Linked DNA regions of Mus musculus: region 2 is linked to region 1. A link is a contact called in public Hi-C data. All regions are on one chromosome and are shown on one strand. Each heading gives the region's core, a stretch centred on a gene start, on an enhancer-like site or on the middle of the called end of the contact. The rest is flanking DNA. Distances are from core to core; before and after follow the strand shown.

Evidence for each region. Hi-C and Micro-C count contacts between places; a contact is called where the count stands out from the background.
Region 2: a Hi-C map of bone marrow-derived macrophages shows a contact between it and region 1, with 15 read pairs. The contact joins two enhancer-like sites. A contact is called at or near these places in 1 of 484 Hi-C or Micro-C datasets (bone marrow-derived macrophages), 1 of 115 datasets of contacts at active chromatin or transcription factors (stem cell-derived neural progenitor cells) and 1 of 9 other capture datasets (adipose tissue).

What each region holds. Positions count from the first base shown.
Region 1 is chr5:31,669,459-31,674,155 of GRCm38.p6, reverse strand. It overlaps Rbks (ribokinase), which reads left to right. Exons shown (of 8, transcript NM_153196.1): 2 at 711-843. Among named protein-coding and RNA genes, the nearest start is that of Mir3473e, 4.5 kb to the right of the region's middle. Within about 2 kb of position 2,800, at least 7 of the 459 cell types and tissues checked have an H3K27ac peak or open chromatin away from gene starts, as enhancers often do. A contact at or near this core is called in bone marrow-derived macrophages, where this site is marked.
Region 2 is chr5:32,110,543-32,115,239 of GRCm38.p6, reverse strand. No RefSeq gene overlaps it. Among named protein-coding and RNA genes, the nearest start is that of Gm36665, 8.2 kb to the left of the region's middle. Within about 2 kb of position 2,834, at least 75 of the 459 cell types and tissues checked have an H3K27ac peak or open chromatin away from gene starts, as enhancers often do. A contact at or near this core is called in bone marrow-derived macrophages, where this site is marked.

The DNA of each region.
Region 1 (4,697 bases), core at 1,551-4,050:
CATTATGGTGAAGTCATGCTTAGCCTCTCATGACACCAATGGAAATGGGGGCAAGATGAGCTGAGAGTTGATAACTGAGTCTAAGTGCTGAGTGGACAGGACAGGGAGGTCTACTTTTATATGATTGTGATGCTCCGTAATGAAACTTAAGCCCAAACTTAGTACTTAGCGCTCCATCATTTTAAATAGATGTTCTTTTGGACATTATGCATAAATGACACAGTATTCAGGAGAGTCTGCTCCTGCCCCACCCTCAAGGAAACAAAAAGGGTTCTTTTAGTACCAGAAATCCCTGCTTCCCTCTCCTCTTCAAGTCCCACACTTGATACTCACTAGAATCATGATAAACCTCCTGCTTCTTCTGAAACTGACAGAGAATCCCATACCCTTTCCTTCAGCCTGCCTGCTGAGTTCCAGTGTAAGTAAAGCTCTGCTGTGGGCCAGGGGACTATCCTGTGAATAGCCCCAATGCAGTACAGACACCAGCTGTCATTTGTAGTGCAGCTACAGCAACTGGAGAGGAGAGGAATTCTCTGGAGGAGATGTGCTGTGTTATAATGAAAACTGAAAGGAAAGACTGTCTTCCTGGCAGCTCACAGCTTGCTTAAGAGTAATCAGAGCTCTAATAATAACCTTTCCTGGTCTCTCAAGAATGTACACTGATTGCAATTACCAACGTGCTTTGTTTTCTTCTCCTTAAATTATAATAGTCTTACTTCTCGCTTGCCAAAAACTGGAGAAACCATCCATGGACATGAGTTTTTTATTGGCTTTGGAGGAAAAGGTGCCAACCAGTGTGTCCAAGCTGCGCGACTGGGAGCAAAGGCGGCCATAGTCTGCAAGGTAAGCCATATAGCATTGGGAAGGGGCCCAGGGCAAAGGCTGGTTCAAGCTCATTGTTTCTGTTTTCCTTCACAATTATATAATGAACACTTTACTGGTGATAGTGGTGGGTACCTATGGTACCAGCTGCTCATGATGCTGAAGGGTCAGGTTCAAGGCCAGCCTCAGCTACATAGTGAGTCCCTGTCTAAAGAAATATTACATTTTAGTAACACTTAGTGATCTGTGATGATTTGCATCTACTGTTTTCAGCCCGTTACAGAACACCATCACTCCAAAGGAAAACCTCTTGTCCATTTAAGCAATTTCTTCCCAATTCCTGGGGTCACCAATCTACATTCTGCCTCTATGAACCTATCCCCGATAGTTCATATAAATTGGCTGTGTAATATATGACTTTTGCTTTTGGCTTCTTTCACTGTTTTTGAGGCTCCTCCATCCATAACATGTATCAACATTACATCTTTTTTAATGGCTAAATACTATACCTTTATGTGGATAGCTATCCATCAGTGAGTGTGTTGCTGGACTCCTGGACTGTGCCCACCTTTCTGATTGTTTCTCAGTAGCCTGTGACTATGCATCCACATGCACCTCTCTGAGTACCTGTTTTTAATTCTTTTGAAGGTTTGTTTGTAAAAAAATCTAAATAAGAGTGATTAGGCTTTCTTATGCTTTGTGTGAGTTTCTCCGTCAGTGAATCCTCTGGGAAGCAGCAGTCCTCAAATCACTTGATGCTGTATTCTCTGAATCCAATGAATTTAGAGCCAGTGTATGCAATGTGAGAGGAATTAACCTGTTCCCTGGGGGTCTACAGTCCCACTTCTGAACAGCCTGAGTCACCCTGCACTCAGGGCCTCAGCCACAAACCAGCTCTAGGATCAGCCCCTCGTCATTAAGCCCGCCTCTCATCATCACCACTGTACCGTGAGTGCTAGCAGACTAGGTTGTAATGGCCACATATAATTGATCCTTGGCATCCTTCTGCTTTCCGTTGTATAGAGAAGGGGTATGTAACATCAGTAATCCTCTGAAATAATTGTATTTGGCTGTCAAAAGTTTCCAATTGTATATAGTTCATGTCATTTGAAGGTGGTAACATTCTGTTATTAGAAGGTAAACTTATGTGAGTTTAAGTATAAGGAAAGCTGAGTTTGAATCTGCCCAGCAAATGATAAGGAATAAAAAATTAGAAAAGCTGTCTCTTGTGAACTATATAGATTTTACAAAAAAAAAAAATCTGCAGAAATGTCATTTCTGCATTCCTGCAGCACTTTGCTCTCAGTGGGAGCCTCTAAGGGATGTGTAGACCATACAATTATCACTTCATCTGCTATTTCTCATTTATGACCAGCATATCATTCTCATGGCTATTTGGTCAGAAACATCACAGGAAAAACAAAATTCAAAATAAGAACCACCTCTATCATCAAGATTGGTCCATAGGGATTTAAAATAGTAACAGGGCCAATCTGGAAATAATTGTGTTCTAGAAATGATGCCACAGTGAGAGGGCATTGACAAAAGTTTTACACTGACTTATCCCGTCCTTGATTGGAGATGAGATCTAGGTAACTACCCAGTGATGCTCACAAAGGGGGCTCACACTGGGAAGAAGATAGGCTTTCCTGGCAGGAAAAAGATCGACATAGAATTGGTTTGGGAAGCTAGGTATCCAGAGTGGCTGTCCTAGGACGAGGGGAGTAGAAAAGACAATGGAGCCCCCTTCCCCTCTTGGAAGCTGTATATACAAAGTATTCCTGGGCCACTGAAGTCAGGATTCCATGGGCCCCAGTTCTCATCCTACTCTTAAGATTTTGAGATTGTTTTTATTTTAGGTCTATAGAATGGAAGGCAAAGATAGAAAAACAAAATAGAAATATTTGAGTTGTAGAACTAAACTGGGGAAGTGAGACATGAAATCATGTGATGGATGTGAGAGGAGCAGGGAGGGGCTGTGCTGCAGTCCTGAGGGCGATTGAAGGGAGGAGCAGAGGAGCCACTCTGCTCAGTGGAATGGATGGCTCCTGCCAGCACCTCATGCTTCCAGAGCATCTTCTGAGCTCTTTTAGTCATCCGTGTCTGCTCCACACAATTTAGTCCAAGCTTTTGCACAGGAAAACATAAGGAAACTGATTTCAAGGGAAGCTGGCCCAGGATAAATTTGCTTTTGTACCTTGGGACTCTAAGGCAGGGATTTATTTAAAACATTAAATTAAGAAAATTGTGTGTTATTCTTAGTCTCCTTGTTTTATTTTCTTTTTTGGTGTTGGGGAAGAAACACAGAGTCTCACAAATGCAAAGAATGCCTTCTGCCTCTAAACTTCACTTCTAGCTGGAAACCTCTTTTATTAATTGATTAATAAAGGGTTTCTTTTTGTAGCCCCTATTAGCTTTCAAGTCATAATACTCCTGCCTTGATGTCCTGACTGCTGGGATTATAGGTATGTGCCTCTTAAGAGTTCTTAAGGAGAAAAATAATAGACTTTTATAGCAAAAGTTATCCACCGTCATTATAGCTTCCATTGTGTTGTGTTGTCCTATGTTGTGTTTCTTTTTGGTTGTGTGAGATAGGGTTTCATAGCCCCTTGTAGCCTATGCTGGCCTTGACCTTGCTATGTGGTGTAGAAAGCCCTTAATCCTCCCACCTTCACCTGTCTGAAGCTGGGCCACAGGTTAGCACCAGCACACACACAGCTTGCAGTAGATTCTCGTCAGACAAATTAGCCACACTTGTTTTTTAGCAGGTTTTTTTTTTTTTAAAGATGACAAGTTCCAAATCAAAACCCAAATCATTACATTAATCAAGATAAAAATGAACAGATGGAGCAAAAGAGAAACTGGTAGAGAATCCCCTGTATTCTCTACGCAATGCTAGCTTATGTTCCACTGTGATACACTAGCTATCAGGCACTGACAGGAAAGATTGGTGGCACAGGCAGACCCAATTAGGAGTTATTTAGTAAGGTACTTGTCACAAAAGCAGGAAGCAGGGTTCTGTTAGTGTTTATTTCGTGACAAATGGATAATGGAGCACTCTACAGAGTTAAGAATCATGGATTTGGTACTCAGCTGAGTCGTGTGTTCAGGCTAAAGTCCAGTGATAACTAGAGACGGTGTTTTTGAAAATGAAAGTCTTCATCCCAAGGCAAACAGCCTGCCAGGGCCTCTCTCATAGACTTCTCCTGACGGGTGCAAATGCTTTCTCCACTTGTATTCCATTGAAGTCAAATGTTTATGAGGCATAAGTTCTTTCTAAACATCAAACCCTGGTCAATGCCTGTAATCCCAGCACGCTGGAGGCTATCACAGAGCCACTAAAAGTGTAAAGCTGCCCTCCCTAACCTGCATGCTGAGACCCTGTCTCAAAAATAGCAGGAGACTAGAGATGGCAGTGTGCCAAGTATGATGATCTGATCGCAATGCATAGAACCTGTGTTTAAAAGGTGGGGGGGGCAGTCTGGTGATATGTGTATATGTATAATCCCAGCACGGAGAGGCCAAGGCAGGAGTAGGGTTCACTAGCCAGCCTTGGAAAGTTACAGGCTTCGACAGCAGTGTCAGAAGCAGCAAGGGCAGGAGGGTTTCATGTAAGAGAGCAGTGAGGACAGGAGGGCTCCGTGTAAGAGAGCTTCAACAGCAGTGTCAGATGAGCAGCAGTGTCAGAGCTCCTTCATAACCAGAAGACCCTACAAGCAAGATCATTAGGTCCTGTGAACCTCCCTGGCATAAATCCATGTTGGAGCTGCCCTTTACCCATCCCTTTCAGCTGGAACAGGCTCACACAGATAGAACTGCCTCATATTATGTGTGATTCAAGAATAATGTCTGCAAAACAAGAAAACTGTTATAAG
Region 2 (4,697 bases), core at 1,585-4,084, 440 kb before region 1:
GGGTTGAGTTAGTGCCAGCTAGGTTCTCCATCACACATTTACCATATTTTGCTTTGCATTTGATAACTGTGTGGTGGGGAGACCCTACAAAACAGCACCACTAGTCTGTCCCCATCACATCTCCACCGACTACCCTTAGCATGCTTTGAAGACTTCGTCCTCTAACATCCAGCACGATGGGTACCAAATGAAGACCATCCACACCCATCATTCACTCTCCATCTGTCCATTCGTCCATCCAACCATCCATCTGAGTATGCATGCATGCATGCAAACATACATACATGCATGCATGTATACATACATAATGCACATCCTATTATAAGGAATGTGTAGATCCACAAATTCCTATTTTAATTGAAATGTTATAGCTTATTAGTACAACTATTTATGCTGATACCCAAATTGTTCTAGATATAGGTAGTGGGAACCCCATCAGACAGATCTGTGTCATTTTGACATCAATTCTTTGAGCATTTCCTCATTGTCTGCTACCAAAAGTTCTCTCTCTCCCTCTCTCTCTCTCTCTCTATCTATCTTCCTCCCTCTTTCCCTCTTTTCCTTTTTTCCTTTCTCTCTCAAAGGCTGGCCTGAACTCACTATGCCGGTTAAATCTAGTTTTGAACTCATGGCAATTCTCCTGCCTCAGCTTCCTGAGTGTTGGTATTGTAGATTTGACCTGCCATATCTGACACAAACAGATGTTCAATGTCTTCAGAGAATTTCCATGTTCCAGCCCTGGCATCTGACTTCTCCAAGGAACCCCAGTATCTTTTGTGGAAAATGGCACATATGAATTGTGGTCTGGACACCTGGGACTTGTTTTTGCTTGGTGTGTGAGGGGTCATTGTCTCTTGGCACCTGCCACTAGTTAACAGTTCCAGAACACTGTCATGTTAAGTAGAAGTAGAGGACCCTGGCATCGTCTTGCGCCTGACACGATCCTGGTCTTTCAGCATCTCATGGGATGCTGTCTATCAGTATGACATTGATGGTTTTTGATTCTGACAAAGAAGCATCCTACAATTTCCATCTTCTTACATCTGTGTATGGTAGGTGGTGTGTGTGTGTGTCCTACACATAGTGGACAGAGAAGGACATCGGGTGGCCTGCTTGCTCAGCTTCGTCTTATTCCCTTTGGATAGGGTTTCTCACTAAAAGTGGAGCCTGGCTGGCAGCCAGCGAGCCCCAGCAGTCTTCCTGTCTGGACTCCCACAGCCTTGGGGTTACAGGCATGTGGGCAACCACACCCAGATTTTTACATGGGTGCTGGGTTTGTAACTTAGGTCTTCAAGTTTGCCCAGTAGGTACTCTTGCTCACTAAACCATCTCCCTAGCACGGTGTGTGTGTGTGTGTGTGTGTGTGTGTGTGTGTATGCGCGCGTGCGCATATTTAAGTAAGAACTTTTTTATATATTGGACTTTTGGGGTGATAATTATTTTGATACAAGGTCTTGCCTTAGCCCAGGCTAGCCTAGAGAGATCACAGTAATTCCCCTGCCTTAGCCTCCCAAGTGATGGAATTACAGGTGCAAGTTGCCATACATGTTTGAACTTTATAAAAAATGAGGAAGTATTTCCTATGAGGAACTGGGGCTAGGTGGATGCAGGAATATCGTAGTCTGAGGGGATTTTAAGAAAGGAACTCTCCAAGACGAGGTCAAAGTTCCTACCAGGGGTGCCACTTGCTGAAGGGAGAGACAATTTCAGTCCAGATTGTAGTGGCCACAGAACTGGAGGTCAGGATGCTGGATGGGTAGGCGACTGGGGTCAAAAATCTCTGTAGCTGGAGGAAGAGAAGATGTCTGAGTTAATGCCAAAGCAAGAGGGTCATGATTGGAGGCCAGTGTGGGATGACAGGGGCCAGTGCTCAGGATGGCTGGGACTCCTGAGAGAGGACAGGTCTGCTGACTCTAAGCCTGGGACCAGTTCACGATGTGAAGTACTTAGTCCTTGCATAGAACAAGCCCGGCACTGCACGGTGTTTTGTTATTATTTGTAGGAAGCAATTAAATGTTCCTCCAGCAAAGTGAAAAGGCAGTTCTAGGTGGTAATTGCTTAGTTCTTGCACATGGACAGAACCCATTATCTTTTCTCCTTTCTTCCCTCCCCTTTTCTCCTTTCCAGGTCTTTGAATCAGCCTTGGGGGTAGCCAGATCCTGCCTGATATCTCAGTGGCTTACCAAATCAGCTGCTTGGCCTTGGGCAAACCTAGACCTCATTGTCTATGCAGTGGGTCAGTAATAAAACAATCATGGCAATCCCCACCAGTGCCTGGAGTCTAGGACCACTGAACGCCACAGGCTTGGTCACTGCTCCCAGGCTGAATGGATCCGAGGGGCAGAAAGGGGCAGAGAGCTGACCCAGCTGGAAACTGGATCCTCACGGCCAAAACAGGAACAGGCAGGAGGGGTGATGGGAGCAGTTTCCCACTCATCCTAGCAGGACCAGGAACACAGCCCAGACACTGGAGTTCAGAGACAGAGGAAAGCAGAAAGCTGAGGCCCTTGTCTGTGGTTAAGTGGGCAGTCTAGGCAGTTCCTCATTTAAAATGGGAACCAAGCAACCAGCCACTGCCACAGGCCTCATCCAACCCATTTCCGGCCATAGTCCTACTTGCAAAGGCCCCTGGTCACTGGTCTTTTCCAGGGTCTCGGCAGGGACTCCCCCATTTGGGAGTAGGGCCATCATTCCTCAAGGCACAGTGCTTGTGTTGGATGCTTATCCTAAAAACACCCCATCACTGAACTGGGGAGGGGCAGAGAGGGGAGCAGGAAGGGTGGGGCTGCCCACAGCAGAGGGGTTTGCCAGGCAGAGCTGCCCTTCTAGGACTCTAGAGGACAAGTAATACTGACAGTGATAATGCTATTCTCTCTGTGTCCGGCTCAGCATTCATGGTACAGCCAAGGAAACGGAAGTTCTGAGTGTTTAGCCTTTCTTTACCCGTAAGGGTGGTGGTGAGTGTCAGAACAGGATTGGAATCCAGGTCTCTGGAGCCCAGCACTTTGTGCTCAACATTCTTCCCATACAATCCACAAACAATCAGTGAACCCTGTACCCCTAGGTGCTGGGGTGAGGCCACGGAGAGTCAGGGGGCGTATATAAATGTAAGAATTGCATTTGGGAGATGCAGACTAGACCCAGGAACACTTGACCACTAACTATTGGGAGCCTCACGCAGTTCCCTTTAGGGGGCTTAGAGTCCCTGGTAGAAGATAGGCAGGCACACTGGTAAGAAAAGGAATCAATCAGAAAATGGAGGTATGAGGAATGGCCACATGCTTCCTCATTCTCTCAGTCCCCAAAGGTCTAGGCAAGCCCAATGTGGAGTACCACACCAGGCAGAGGCAAGCAGGATCCTCCCCCAGGGGATCTATCTGCTAGGTTCTGGATCTGAGAGAAGGAGGTGTTAAATTCTAAGCATCCGTAATCCTCCAGGTGTTATCTTTCCCCTTCTGGGCTAGTTCATTACCTAGGCATGTCATCTGTCTCTCCTCTGTCCCCTTGGGGGGTGGGGGTAGGGATGGGATGGGGAGGACAGACGCAGTGGCACAGATACATGGAGGTTAAGATGTCTGCCACATTGTTGGGGGAGTTCTCACTCACTCTCCCCTTTTCAGAGCAAGAGAGCCCCATGCCTTGCCCTGCCTCCCTGTTAAGCTGCCTTCCCATCCTTTTCCCGTTATCAGATAGGCCTCTGGCTTCCACACACTGCTCCTCCTTAAGTCCTTCCATAGACTTCCAAAGCGGAAAGGCCTCCACGGAAGCCACTCGCTTAACCAGCAGACGAGAATGACTCCTCGTCCCTTAGGAAGGGCATGATATGCCTGAGGTAAGAAAGCCAGTGCTGTATGACCATTTAGAAACCAGATATGATAAAATAGCTCCTGAGGGGGCTCTGCATGAACTCAGAGAACAAGGCAATTTTAGGGAAAACAATTAATAGAAAAACAGATCAGTTGACCTGGGCTGGATTACCACGAAAATTACCTTTGTAACTGCCTCCTCTTGGGGACTCAAATTTTCACTGCCAGTAATGGAAGAAGGAGGGCAAGAGAGGACCCAGTGGCCTCAGAGACAGGCCTACTTTATCTGTGCCCGGTCACTCTCCTAGTCCCCGTGTCTCTGTCAGCCTTTGCCTCTGGAACTCTCTGTTGGGGGAAGCCCTGTGTGGGAATCCAGATGCCCCTTTGAGAGAGGAATCTGGCTTTGTTGGGACTTTGCATTGTGCCCAGAGAAGGCCAACACTGTGGGGGTAGGGGTGGGGGTGGGGGTGGGGGTGAGGAGTATGTCCCACTTCCTGGCTCAACCACCTACTGTTGTTTGAACAACCAACTTCCTCTCTCTGGGCCTTGGTTCTCACCTGATAAGGCGGATAGGTCCGGCTTTCAGAAGGGCCAGGTCAGCTGCTGTCCCAGCCAGGGTTAGTGAAGCACACGTGTGTGAAGCACACGTGTCCAAAGTGTGTGGTGTGTGTACAGAGATCTTTATTGGAGCTTGAGATGTGTGGATACCAGGCCTAGAGGAAGAACTGCCCTGGGAATCAAAGCTCTCAAAACAGGGAAACTGAAGGGTTAGCTAACTGGAAGCGTCAACCCTATATGTACACAAAGGACCATGTAACAGGCCGACAAATGATGGAGCCCTTGTGAAGAGGAAAAGCAACTCAAATGGGCATGGACAGCGCTCTGCTTGCC